Regions from separate parts of the Mus musculus genome. Here region 2 is linked to region 1. A link is a contact called in public Hi-C data. All regions are on one chromosome and are shown on one strand. The core of a region is the stretch at or near the end of the contact, and the rest is flanking DNA. Distances in the headings are between cores, read along the strand shown.

The links. A called contact is a pair of places that touch in the nucleus more often than the background predicts.
Region 2: a contact with region 1 is called in a Hi-C map of muscle stem cells, with 2.5 times the contacts expected there. The contact joins two enhancer-like sites. A contact is called at or near these places in 24 of 484 Hi-C or Micro-C datasets (CD4 T cells, CD8 T cells, the HPC-7 cell line and 12 more), 9 of 115 datasets of contacts at active chromatin or transcription factors (bone marrow-derived dendritic cells, embryonic basal ganglia, embryonic fibroblasts and 4 more) and 3 of 9 other capture datasets (adipose tissue, embryonic stem cells and liver).

Annotation. Positions count from the first base shown.
Region 1 is chr5:103,352,592-103,359,993 of GRCm38.p6, forward strand. Gm30443 (a long non-coding RNA gene) reads left to right here and starts at 7,386. Exons shown (of 2, transcript XR_880497.1): 1 at 7,386-7,402. Within about 2 kb of position 3,505, at least 55 of the 459 cell types and tissues checked have an H3K27ac peak or open chromatin away from gene starts, as enhancers often do. A contact at or near this core is called in muscle stem cells, trophoblast stem cells and uterus, where this site is marked.
Region 2 is chr5:103,588,812-103,595,685 of GRCm38.p6, forward strand. Ptpn13 (protein tyrosine phosphatase, non-receptor type 13) reads left to right here. Exons shown (of 48, transcript NM_011204.2): 44 at 1,047-1,137; 45 at 2,205-2,542; 46 at 4,696-4,911; 47 at 5,806-5,868. Among named protein-coding and RNA genes, the nearest start is that of Slc10a6, 37 kb to the right of the region's middle. Within about 2 kb of position 4,165, at least 56 of the 459 cell types and tissues checked have an H3K27ac peak or open chromatin away from gene starts, as enhancers often do. A contact at or near this core is called in muscle stem cells, trophoblast stem cells and uterus, where this site is marked.

The DNA.
Region 1 (7,402 bases), core at 2,255-4,754:
CTTTTCACCTTCCTCTCTTAAACTCCTTATTCGATTTGTTATCAAAGGATGCTCACATCTCAATGTTCACCTTTTCTCTCTGATGTTCAGGATGTTACACATCCATCCTGAAAGATACTTTTACTAACACCAACACTTCCAACTCATCCCATTAGACATAAAGACAATAAAAGGCTTTCGTGAGGCCCGTGTTGTGGGTGGATCATCAGCTTACACTACAGAATAAAGAAGCTCACCCTAGGGAGATTGGGACACAGGTGTCAAGGACACCAGGTCCCAGTTCATCAGGTGCTTCGGAGTCTCAAGACAGAGACTTCTGTTAGATAACTGGAGAGCAACAATCTGAAGGTGTTAATCAGTTCAGGTCTTTAAAGTTGTGACATCCAAAGCTAAAAGCGTGTCTTCCCCAAACTCATTCCACTCTTGATCTTCTCTGCTCTGTTAACAGATCCATAATATTCAAGCCACACAAGTTCAAACGTTTACCTTGACCTTGACCTCTCTCTTCTTGGCCTATATTCCTTAAGCTCTGGTTGCTCCAATTCAAACTCCTCAATGGCTTTCCAAAGCCACCTTTGCTCTCTAACTCAGTTCCTAGAATCTTCCATCAGACTGTTGGACTAGGCACCTAATATGTCTCCTTACTCTCAGGGCTGTTTTCATATGACCTAATTCTTCCTATCTACCACCGCCAATAAGTGATTTCCATATAACACAATGCCACCTACATCCCTTCTTGTAAATCCTCAAAGCCTGGTTATTACCACCCCTCTGTAACTTCCCTATCATAAATGTCAGAGGTGAGTCCCAGACATCATCTTATTCAGCCAATCCCCAGTAATTCTGATCCAGTCTCTAGCCTGGATTTCTGCGATTAGAAATCTCCTGCTTTTCTCCTCACCCAGTCTTCTACACCATAACAATCCTGGTGCTTGGTCACTATCCTCATTAAAATCATCTTTCAGTACCTTCTTCCTTTCTCTCTTAAGGTAAAATTCCCAATGGGCCTTCCAATGGCTGAGGATATATGGAAGGATCCCTGCCCACTCCAACTTCATCTTGTAGCATCATTGTCCCTGTTCTAGCTACACCGGTCATCTTGCTTTAGCCAAAGGACAGCAAGTAAACTCCCACTTCCTGAGTTTTACAGCGCCCCCTGTGCCCCTGAGAGCTGCTAGTCGCACTCAAAGGTCCTCATTGTCATTGTTCTAGAAAGCCTGTCTCTCCAGCCTATGTAAGTAACATCTCCACAGAGTATCCAGACTGTGTCTATTCTCCACAGCACAAGACCATGGGAAGTACCACAGCTGTCTCAGTACTATCGTGGTAGGTCAGAGCATCGTGGATGTTATGTTGCCTCCAGTAGAACACAGGCTCCCTGACAACAGGGTCTTTGTCTCTTTCATAGTTGTTTCCTTAGACCATGGAAGAATTTGTTGCATTTAGTATATGCTCGATATTTGTTGAAGGAAGGGAAGGAGGAAGGGAGGGAGAAAGGAAGGAAGGGAGAGAGGGAGGGAGGGAGGGAGGGAGGGAGGGAGGGAGGAAGGAAGGAAGGAAGGAAGGAAGGAAGGAAGGAAGGAAGGAAGGAAGGAAGGAAGGAAGGAAGGGAGTCACACAAAATGAACCTCCCTAGGCATTAAAGGTATGCAAATGGATCTTTGAATCAACACCATGCCAATTAATCTACACAAACTAAGAAGACCTGAATATGCTGATACTTACAAATATTTATTAATTGAAAGTATACTTCATCATCTTGTATGTTTTCAGTCCAGGAATGCTAAGAGCCTAGTCCTTGTTGTTGTTTAACACACTCAGAAACTTTAGGAACTCTTCTGTGCCAGCCAACTGAAACACACGCATGCATTGTCCAATTCCTGTCTTTCCAAATTCAAAATCATCACCATCTAGGCCTGAGTGAGCACACCCGAAAGCCAGAGCTGGCACAAGGACAGTGGGCGCCTGCGTGGGGTGAGAGAGGCAGGAGGAGAGGAAGGACTGCACAGCCTCAGCCTCTCAGATCAAGCTCACTGCCTCCCAGTGCTCCTAAGAGAGCGAGCCCTCTCCAGCAGCGAAGATAATCCACTGTGTATCCCCCACGGATAGCAAATGCAGCATTCTTTATAAAGACAAAATCTGGCTCTGCAGCCCAGGCTACTCTCAACACTTGTGACTTCTCTGCTTCAGTCCCCTAGGTAAGACACCAACTCGGACCGACAGCTAAGCCTTATTCCTAGGCTGCTCTTTCATACTAACAAACGCGCTCTGACCACTGCCCTCTCCTAGACACCACCCATCACATTTTTTTGTTCTCTGCATAACCAAGTGTCTTCCATACTTTATGGCCCCTCAACAATGTAACAAGAAGTGTTCAAATGTTCCAGTCTTTGGAACATTTAGCTTTAATGTTCTCTTGATAGTTTCATCATCCTAACTACACGTTCTTGCCTAGGATGTGAGAGTCCCGGATGCCTTACAGGTATCTTCCCATCATATCACAAGGCACAGAATTAAACTAGGTAGAGAAGAGACGATGGAATATCCTGAGGCTCTTCCTATGAACTTATTGGTGAATTCACAAGCCTACTGAGCTATCCAAATATACTAGTCTTTGGAATTCTTCCAGTCTTAAAAGTCTATTTACTAAGTAGTCAACAATTGCTCATTCAATTCATTCTTTTCATTTCTTTAAGTATGTCTATTCTATCGTCTGTTCCACTGGGCACTCTGAGCTCTCCCTCTCACGTGAGGGATGAACAGAGCAGAGACACGATTCTTGTCCTGGAGGAGCCGATATACCACTCCTTCCCAAAAAAACAGGACAAAGAGTGCTCACTGGCACTTCCCAGACATGGGCACAACCCTGGATCAACCATAAAACCCCCAAAACAAGGAGAAGGAAGGAGGAAGAGATGGAGACACGACAGGAAGTGGGAGAAGGCAGAGGCACCCGATATGCATCAGGGGTATCCTAAGCAACACACACACACAAAGGCTGGCACTCGTGAGCAAACAAAAGCTAGAGTTAACAAATTCCAGGAGAAACGTTCAGTTCCAAGGAATTCTGAGCTGGAATTCTAAATTGAGGCGCTGCCTTTGGAGCGTGGAGAATTGTCACGAGGACATGAGGGAAGGAATCTCTAGAAAGGTAGTTGGGTGGTGAAGGGGGCTATGGGCGCACAAACTGATTGACGGTCTCTCGTTATCTGAGTGTGAAGCATCGTCCATAGATCGACTTTTGCATTTGAATTCTCGGTCCCCAGCTAAGAGTCCTGTGGAGGAGGCTGTGGGTGTATTGGCTGGCTGTGAGAAGCAAGCTCCCATAGCAACAGAATCATCCCAGCGGCCATGCCTCCCCGGCCATGAAATTATACTCCTTGGATCCAGAACTAAGTCTGTCCTCCCTTGAGATTCTTCTATCAGTAATCTGTCACAGCAGCTAGAGAGGAAAACTTTGTGACTGCAGATGAATATCCAGCCCAGGTCCTCTGTTCTTTCCCTTCAGGGCCATTCGACCTCATGACCAGGAGATGGCGCTCTAAACACGGGAACGGGTTTTGCTTAGTTTGGATTAAAAACAAAAACAAAAACAAAAAAACTTTTGTTTCATGGAGACTTTTGAAAGCTGTAGTTTTCTTTCTTTACTTCATTCTTCTCCTTCCCGACTTAAACCCTTCCATTCATATTTTGTCCTCAGATGGTCAAAGTTCAGTTGTTGACGGCAGGCAGAAGTAACCTGGAGCCTGGGGGGAGGGGGGGAGGGGTTGTCGGTTTGTTGATTTGTTTGTCCGTTTGTTTTCTTCCTTTAAGGACTTCTTACCACATGCCCTACTTTACACTGATTTTAGGCAAGTCTCCTGTTTAATATTTCCACTGCTGTGAGGAGACATCATGATCAAGTCAACTCTTATAAATTAGGCAAACATTTAATTGGGACTGGCTTACAGGTTCAAAGGTTTAGTCCATTATCATCGTGGTAGGGAGCATGGCAGCATCCAGGCAGACATGGTGCTAGAGAAGTAGCTGAGAGTTCTGCATCTTGATTCAAAAGCAACCCAGAGAGGCTGGCATCCTCCGGCAACAAGGAGAGAGCTCTCTTACATATGCAGGAGCCAGAGCATAGGAGACCTCCGAAGCCCCGCCTCACAGTGACACACTTCCTCCAACGAGGCCACACCCCCTAATAGAACCACGCCCTGTAGGCCAAGCATGTTCAAACCACATCTTCCTACTTCACTCTTTCCCACATATAATAAAAATCCCATTATAAGAAGAGCAGAAAGGAACTTTTAAAAATAATTCTTGTGCATCTTTTGAGCTCTATATGAGAACACGTCTGCTAAAGTCCCACGTATCCTCATGGATGGGGAATTCCACTCACCCTACTTTGTGGCAGCCTATCCAATCCATCTATCATCTATCTATCCATCTACCTATCTCTCTACCTACCCATCCATCCATCCATCCACCTATCATATATATATACACACACACACACATATGTGTATATATATATCCATCTATCTCTCTCCTTTCTTTCACACACACACACAGGCACGCACGAGTTTTGTTCATTTACCTTTGTGAGTGAGGCCTCATCATCTATTTCCACTGGTGAATTCAAAAGTTTCTAATGTGCACTTCCCTATCTGCTCCCACTCCTAAGCAAGCCTGACTTCTGTCCAGGTTTCTGGAGACTCGGCAATGTAGGTTCACAACCTCATAGAAACTTCTTTGCATTCCACTTGTACTTCGTCCCATACCCTGTTGCAAGTGTTGCCCAGCTGACTATCCGTTCCTCCAAAGGCCTCACTAATCCCCTGGTGATTTCCTTTCTGCTCAGTTCTCCAGTACAGCCCCACCACCACCACCACTACCACCGTACTATAGTAGCCAGTTAATGGTAGGGAGTCCCTGTTTGTTGGCATTTTCCCGGTAACACCTCATCTCTCCAAACCCATTGCTGGGTGATACATTGCTCCCGCTTAAATTCTGTCCCTTTGTACATTTGATTAGGTTTTTATTTTTAAGTCCTTTTAGTGTTCCAGCCATTACTGCATTGATTCTATAATCCTTGGCCTAATCAATCAACAGAGATCTTATCTGTCAGCTGCATTCAAAGGCCGTCTGACTGCGGCTGCATAGTGTCCTGGGAAAGCTCACAGGCCCGAAGTGACCTCTGACATGAAGACACACAGAAAGTATTGAGTAACTATGGAAGAAGTCCGCAGGTGTGTGAACTCAGACTGGAATTTGGCCTGAGGCCTTGGAAAACTTTAAAAAAAAAATCTATATCCCATATCCCAGTCCCCAGAAGCAGTCACTAAAATGAGTCAGGTTCTCCACCTTAAAGTTGAACCACACAGAAGGTCACAGGTGAGGAAGAGAATGGAGCATGATGTCATAGAACCACAGACAACTTAGGGATGAAGACTCGTCTCCAAACAGGTGCCTGGGCCTTCAACATACAAGCAAATTCATTCAAAAAAAAGCCAAATGTAAGGAATAAGTAAAACCATAAGATGTAATCTGAAAATAACCCCAGGGATCAAATCAGGGCGTGACACGTGATAACGGGCACTCACTCTGCCGTGAGCTACACCCCCCAACCCCTGTGCATCAGGATGTGAAGGCAAAGCTTTCTTTCAAAAGGTGAAGACAGGTCAGGCAGTGGTGGTGCACGCCTTTAATCCTAGCACTTGGGAGGCAGAGGCAGGTGGATTTCTGAGTTTGAGGCCAGCCTGGTCTACAGAGTGAATTCCAGGACAGCCAGGGCTACACAGAGAAACTCTGTCTCAAAAAACAAAACAAAAAACAAGAAAGAAAGAAAGAAAGAAAGAAAGAAAGAAAGAAAGAAAGAAAGAAAGGAAGGAAGGAAGGAAGGAAGGAAGGAAGGAAGGAAGGAAGAGGAGCGGCTCTGTTAAGAGCCATCTGGTTCTTGCAGCAGACCTGAGTAACGTTTGCAGCACCCACTTTGGGTCACGCACAGACTCCCAGCAGCCAGTAACTGCAGCTTCACAGGCCCTGTCTCTCTCTTCTTCTGCCCCCCTCAGACATCTTCACACACCTACACAAACAACACACACAAACAAGATAAATTTTTTAAATGACCCTAGAATGTAGAGATGTGTATAACGTGACCCTAGAATGTAGAAATGTGTATAACGCCTATTTTCCTTGTGCTTGTTCATCGATGTTATAAACTAACATCTGACTCTCTTGAAGTCTTAATTTAAAGACAAACTGTGGCATTCCTAGGGGGAAAACCCTGAGAATTGCACGGCTAAGGGTGAGGAAGGAAACTGCTTCCCATTTGGCCTTTCATAGCTTTTGAATTCGGCAATGTGCACGTACGATCTAGCTCTTGGGAGGCTGCAGCAAGAGAATCAAGAGTTCAAAGCCAGCCTAGGGCAAACCATGAGACCATGTCTCACAACCAAAACAAAGATCAGTATGGTGACCAAAAGGAGAGAGATATAGCTCCCTGGTGGAGCACCCTTCCAGCAGGCCAAGAACTCCCAGGGCTCACGGTTCAACGACCAGAACTACAAAAGAAAAACCAAGCAAGCCTGGCTGGGCACGAGCGAGGCCCTGTGTCCCATCCAGGACCTGCAAAACTACCACAAAACGTTAAGTATATGTCAGAGTCTGGAAACTACCACACAAACCACTCAATCACCAATGGAAGTCAAACAGGAGAGTTTATTGAAAGCCACACCCTAGGACTGGTCCTGGCTCCGGAGCTGAACCACAATGTTGCCTCAAGATCCTATACGTTTTTTAAAGCCTGAGAAGTGTACAAGTCTATGCCAAGCTATTCCACCAGTCAGGATTTAGGGATAGGGGCCTTCCTTAGGAGCATGTCTTTGCTGTATACTTACCCTGGTCCCACTGGTTGGGGTATTTAACTGTGGCAGGGGAACTTGCCTTGTCTAATACTCAGGTTCTAACTTGTCTTCCAAAATGAGGCTTGTCTAACAATCATGACTTAACTCGCCAACTAGGATGTCAGTTACCCACATATGTGTTGCTTCCTGCCAAGTAGGGTGTCAGTTTCCAGGGAGGTCTTGGGGACATAAACTTTATTTGGTTCCTACTCAAAAAAAAAAAAAAAAAAAAAAAAAGCCTTATTCCAAATAGTTTCTTATATTGGCACAAGTGTCTCTTATGTCGGAGTCCATCCCAGGGGCCAAGTATCAAAGCAAATACCTTAAAAGTTTATACACATGTGCAAGACACACTGCTGGGTGGATGGTTTGGGTCCAAGCTTATCGTGGGTCACTACAGCCATTCTACTGACTTCTATGGTGATTGGTTTCCAAGGGCACAGAACACAACAGAATATGTAATCAACTTGGGCATGAGAAAGTTTCCTAGTAACAGCAGAAACAACATAAGA
Region 2 (6,874 bases), core at 2,915-5,414, 240 kb after region 1:
TGTATTTCTTATATGTAAAAATAAAAATGTTTTAATTTAAAAAGTCTGGTCCTAATGGCACATGTCTATGTTCCCACCCCTTGGGAGTAAATGCAGGAGGGTCAGGAGTTCAGTCTTCCTGGCTTCTGCAGTGAGGTGTGTTGGTACAAACAGCTGCTGTGGGTAGACACAGCCCTCTTGGGTATGCATGCCAGGTCGCTGCCCTTGCTCCTGTGTTGCAGGAGAAACACAGCCCCACTGGGCTCAGGGGTCACCTTGTCCCTTTCTCTCAAACCCCCAGCTTCACTGCTCACTCGCCACTGAAAGGAGGTGCTCCTCTGAGAGCTGCTGCTATGTGCTTACACTCTGAAGGTGCCATGGAACCACTCAGTACCGGAGGTGTATGCCTCCTCTCCTTGAGTCTGGCTTTGTAGAAGCGGTTGTGTCTTCTTTAAGGTTTGGGGCTAAGCATCGTTATCCCCACCCCAGCACCTCTGAAGCACAGCTGTTTCCCTCCCCCAGCATCTAAATCTCCAAAAGGCATATCACCATGTTTGTTTATTTCCACATTGTCTCTTGGGAGCTGAAAGTTCCCTGAGATAGACTGTGCCTTCACTTACATCACGTTCTCTCCACTCATTGCACCAGCACTTACCACAGTGCCTTGCATATATATAGGAGCAGTCATGAAAAGGAGAAGGAATTGACTATCTGCACAGTGGACTGTCCACAACAGCAATACTACACACCGTGGTCTGTGACTCTATTCATGATATTGTCAAGAAAGTACTCCAGATGTTGCCTTCTTTGTAGGGTTTTTTGTTTGTTTCTTTTAGGATTATAGACAGTTTTAAACTGAATTTAGAACATAGGTTAAGAAATGCTATTAGTCGGCTGATCATGACCTGTCCAGTCAAAGGTTCTTGCAGTAAATTCATTCAGCAACAGCTTACAAACCTGTGTTCGTTAGCACTCTCAGCCCAATCGGTGCAGTAGAAGCATTGCTCTTGACTAAGTTATTGCTTTAGTTGACAAATTTAACCTTATGTCCATGTTGTTACTTGTAGAACCTTCAAGAATTAAAACCTTTGGATCAGTGTCTGATTGGACAGACAAAGGAAAACCGCAGGAAGAACAGATACAAAAATATCCTTCCCTGTGAGTTCCAGTGTGGGTCTGTGTGTGTGTGTGTGTGTGTGTGTGTGTGTGTGTGTGTGTGTGTTCCAGTGTGGGTCTAACTGTGTGTATCTGTGAGTTCTAGTGTGGCTCTAATCGAGTGTGTACGTGCAGTGAGTTCCAGACCAGCCTAGACCACATAGAGAAGCCACGTCTCTAGAAAGGAAAGGAGTCTAAGAAAGGTTTTAAATGGAGTAGATGAGGATTCAGCATTAAGGAGATGGGAGTTGTTATATGAGGCCAAAACCATGCAGATTTTATCTTAAAACCAGAACTGGGAAAACTATAAATACAAAGTAATTTATTGTTAGGAAGCAAACTGAACTAAGATGAAAGCCAAGCAATAAATCTTGAAACCCAATTTTAAAGGTTCATCCTTGGTTGCCACCACAACTAACTTATTAAATTTATAAATATTTAAACTATGAGGCCAGGTAAAGAAAGGTACTTGCCACCAAGGGGAGACAGACAGTCCTGTTAAGGTGTCTTCTGTCCTCCACATGTGTGGGTGGCAGCCACACACACACAAAAGCCACTCAAATAAATAATACAAAGTGACAAAATAAAAGATTCTCCTCACGTATCCACAAGATCTAGAGATGTCAGTCATGTCCCTAGCAGCCACTTTGACAGTGTCACTTCAGAGCGAGCTTTTGTTCTATGAAAGAGTTTGTTCCATCATTCAGAACCCTTGTCACTGGTATCTAAATACTGACAGAGAAGTAACAATGTTTATGTTTGTTTCCCTCCTTACTTACTGTGATGGTCTACTGTTTGTTAAGTTACTTTGTTACATGTTACCACACTTGTAATACAAACTCTATGTCAGTAAACCCCAAGTTTCATAGAAAGCCACCAAGCTGACATTTAGATAGAGTGTAACAAACACCATAAATATGATCTGGACTGCTGCTGGTTGAAATGCACATCATCAACACACACACAAGGAGGGCCCTAGGAACCATTGTAGTCATTGACTCCAGCTTCTTGTGAAACTTGTGGTGACAATACATGGTGGTGACATGCCCTTTTGCTGTGGACATTCACAGATGACACCACAAGAGTGCCTCTTGGAGATGAAGGTGGATACATCAATGCCAGTTTCATCAGGATCCCGGTGGGGACCCAGGAATTCGTGTACATTGCCTGCCAGGGGCCGTTGCCCACCACTGTGGGGGATTTTTGGCAGATGGTTTGGGAGCAGAACTCCACGGTGATAGCAATGATGACGCAGGAGGTGGAAGGAGAAAAGATCAAATGCCAGCGGTACTGGCCAAGCATCCTGGGCACAACCACCATGGCCAACGAGAGGCTGCGCCTGGCCCTCCTGAGGATGCAGCAGCTGAAGGGCTTCATCGTGCGGGTGATGGCCCTGGAGGATATTCAGGTCAGTCACTCGTCAGAAAGCAGACCTGCACGCTCTCCGGGAGGCCACAACAAAAGCAGGGCATCTACTATCTTTTATTTTTGAGACCAGGTCTCACGTAGCCCAGACTGGCCTCAAAGTCATTATACAGCTACAACAACCTGGAAGTCCTGATCCCCCTGCTTCTGTCTCCTGGGTACTGGGATTACAGGAATGTGTGATCCTGTCAAACCACACGCAGCTTCCAGTAGAGTTTTAAGAGTGGCCCTCATTCAGTTTCATCTGGTAGATGCTGTATTAGAACAAACATGGGGTTTTAACATGATCATCAGTCTGTGCTTAGGAATAAACAGCACAAAACAGTTCATAAACTGCAGTGTACATAGAACCATTACTGTTGTTGTTATTATTATTGTTGTTGTTTTTTTTCGGGATAAGGTTTCCCTGTGTAGCCCTGGCTGTCCTGGAACTCGATCTGTAGACCAGGCTAAGCTGGCCTTGAACTCTAGATTGGCCTACTTCTGGTTGCCAAGTGCTGGGATTAAAGGCATGTGCCAGCACACCTGATGAAACTTGCTTTGTTTAACACCTACAGGGTCCAATATCTAAGTAGACTAATTGAAGCTGTTTTAAGAAATCTGTGGCTATGAGAACACGTCCGGTGAAGGCAGCCTACATGTTTAGCGGGTGTGCACAGCTGTGCCATATCAGCTGTCATTGACACACTTGCCAGACACACTGGATAAAACTAGTGCATGCTAGCTTGTGATCGGCCTTTAGACAGAGCCAGCCGTCTGTCTCTTCAGTGTGGCATTCCCTCACCTGGTGCACCCTTCCCGGAAATATGAGCTATGCAAAGCCATGTTTGCTCATGAGTCTTTAACTTTCTTCAACGTTTCTTTGTTTTTCCTTCTCTGTGTGTATATGTGTTTGTGTGTGTACATAGATGTGTAGGTATGTCTGTGCGCACGTGTACGCTAGAGGCTGATGTAGGAATCTTCCTTCCTCTGTGGCTCTCTGCCTCCCTTGAGAAAGACTCGGCCACTGAACACGGAGCTCCCAGATTGAACTGCTCCGGCTGCCTTCCAGCCCCAGGAATCCTCCTGACTCCATCTCCCCAGCACAGGATTAAAGGGCAGTCCCCATGCCCAACTTTTTCTGTGGATGCTGGGGATGCAAGCTCAGACTCCATGCTTATGTGACAAGCACTTTACCCCTGAGCTTTCTTCAGCTTTTCTAGAAGGAAAACAAAACAAAACAAAAACAAAACAGTATGCTGATTCACTTCCATTGGCGACATATAAACGTGTTATGAGACTTTCCTTATTATTTACAAAGTGTCAGAGCTTTTATTCCTTTATGAAACCTAAACATTTTAGTTAACACATTTTAATTAATGCTCCTAGGTCCTGCCAGGTGATGTTTTGGCTCACACGAGCTTACCCATTGCTCAGATGAGCTTAGCACTTCGTGTTCCTCAGGTGACCTGATCATGAATCACAGTAGAGTAGTCCAACTCAAACCCTGGCATGGACCCCAGGTCCAGCATTTTAACAACAGGCAGACAGCCGTTCAGTACCCACATGGAGCTTGCTGCCTGCGTGGGCGTGGGCTGGCTGTGTTAGTCGTGCTGCTGGGAAAACAAAACCGAAAGGAAGGGTTGCTGGACTCTGAGATACAGGCTGTGTGTTCAACAACACAGGATGGCCTGAGAGGCTGCATTTGAGGAAAACGAAGCAGATAATAAAACCAGAGGATGCTGGGGGAGGAGGAGTTCTAATGGGAAAGAAAGAATAAAGTTCTGAGACTGACATTGCCAAACATATCACTTAAATGAGCCCACAGAGGCCTGGGTACCATCCCTAGCCACTAGGACTGGGCGGTGGTGATGCAGTCCGTGTATTTTTCAATCTGTTGTTGTCGGTTTTAGCCACAGTCTTGCTCTGTACCCTAAGCTGGCCTTGAATACTCCGTCCTCCTCTCTTGGTCTGAATACTGGAAATTAGGCATATGCCACCATACCCAGCTTTGTATGTTTATACCTTTTTATCTCTTCCATTTTTTCTTTTGATCTGATTCAATATACCACTCAAATTTGAAAGATGGAAATGATACTGTAAGGACCTGACTTAGGGACAGGTGACATTGTAACTCACTACATTTTACACTTTCAGACAGGGGAGGTGCGACATATTTCTCATCTGAATTTCACTGCCTGGCCAGACCACGATACACCGTCGCAGCCAGACGACCTGCTCACATTCATCTCCTACATGAGACACATCCGTAGGTCGGGCCCAGTCATCACACACTGCAGCGCTGGCATTGGACGCTCAGGAACCCTCATTTGCATAGACGTGGTCCTAGGCTTAATCAGCCAGGATCTGGAAGTAAGTACAAGATACGGCCGAGTGCTGGGCGATGTGACTGTCTAAATGTGTTGTTTCACCTTGTACAGACAGTAAGCTTCTCTGTGAGAGCAAGTCAGTACTGTTGCCATGACTACAGGAAATACCAAAGTCCAAAAGACAGTCCACTTTTAAAAAGAAAAATATTGAGCTTTGTCCTTGTTACCTATAGATAAGAAATTGGTAATTTTGTTTGAAAATTAATACTAATCTATTACTCTAAGTAGTTACTCTTAATTTTTAAATATTAATAAAGCAAGTAACAGTGTGATCTTACTTTGACTCTAATCTAAATTCGTATGAAACTTCCTTAATTGCCAAAATATCTTGTATTTAAATATATATATAGTTTTTGGATATAATTGTATATTGTATATAATCAATATATAGTATGTATATATATATGTATGTGTGTAGATAGGTAGATGATAGAGATATAGAGATTAAAGGGTCTGTCTCTTAAAGGGTTTTAGATGATGCAGTTCTATCCAGTTCTTGATACTCCTATAACCTATGATAACTGAAGTGGGGCACACCCAGCAGTCCAGTCTGCCCTCGTCTCAGACTGTCAAGCATCAGCTAAATTAAAAGGAAATGGAATTTTATTCTGGACATTAGTGTGAGGAATATTGCTTACATTATTTTTTTATAGTTTAAGAAATTAGCTAAATGTCAGAGGAAGAGAATGTGTATCAAAGACGTTCAAACATAGTAGACTCTAGTTCTTAGAAATACTGTATCATAGAAGGTCACTTCAGGAAGTCATTATACTGGAGAGTTTGACGAGTCGTGAGGAGGGGCAGGGGTGAGGACCCCACAGGGGACGCCTTCGCATCACCCAGCTTGTGTCTAACGCACCACTCTGTGTCCCGGCAGTTCGACATCTCTGACCTAGTGCGCTGCATGAGGCTTCAGAGGCACGGCATGGTGCAGACCGAGGTGAGGAGGACTTCTTCTGAGACTAATAGTTTAAAAGTTGCTCTTGAATTTGTATTCTCTTTCTGTCTGTCTTTCTGAGATGATCTTGCTATGGCCCAGGCTAACCTGGGCTCAAGCGCTCTTCTCATCTCAGCCTTCAGGTAACAGGATGACAGAGGAAGGCTCTACCCTTTGCCCAGTGATCTCTTTGAAGGTTTCCTTCCATGTTATAACATAAAACCAACATCTCTTGTCATAAAGGACCCTTCTATAGCATTAAGACTAATTCAGAAAAAAAAAAAGGGGGAATTTCAGACTATCATTTTAGATACTACCTTAAAATTTTTATTTTTTTAATGGAGAACAGGAGCTGGGGAGATAGCTCCTCAGTGAAGTACTGTCATGAGGTCCTAGGTTTGAGCCTCAAAACCTACACGAAAATCCAGGCATAGACTGGGAGGACAGACTCAGGCAAGTTCCTAAATTTATGAGCTCCAGCCATTGAGAGACCCTGTCTCAAAAAAGCAGGGGGTTAGGGGAGGGGCGGGGAGGCACCTACCCAGGGCTGTCATCTGGCTCCTCATGCATGCACACACAGGCACATACATACACAGACACACACACAGGCACATACATACACAGACACACACACAGGGAGGGAGGGGAAAGGTGGGGAGAGGGAAGAAGGGATGCAGTGTCCCCACTAAGTTGCTCATAAAGGGTGGACTTGTTGGAGGCTCCGAGTGAGAATGGCTCTGCCTGCTGCCTGATGGGGTTCCTCCCCATCTCAGTCACCAGCCTTTCAGACAGCAGCAGCTCAGAGAGGCCGAGAAGGACCGCAGGCCCTGCCAGACAGCCCCCACAGCTGTTTCTGTTGTGTTCACTCCTCTTTCCTAAAACTGAATGTACACGGCATCACCCCATCCCCAGCTGAAGCTACCGTCACAGGAAGTGAATGCACTGTGCTAGAGCCCAGCATGGCTAAGTCCTTCCTTCCTTCTAGATTGGAACTGTGAGGTAGACTTAA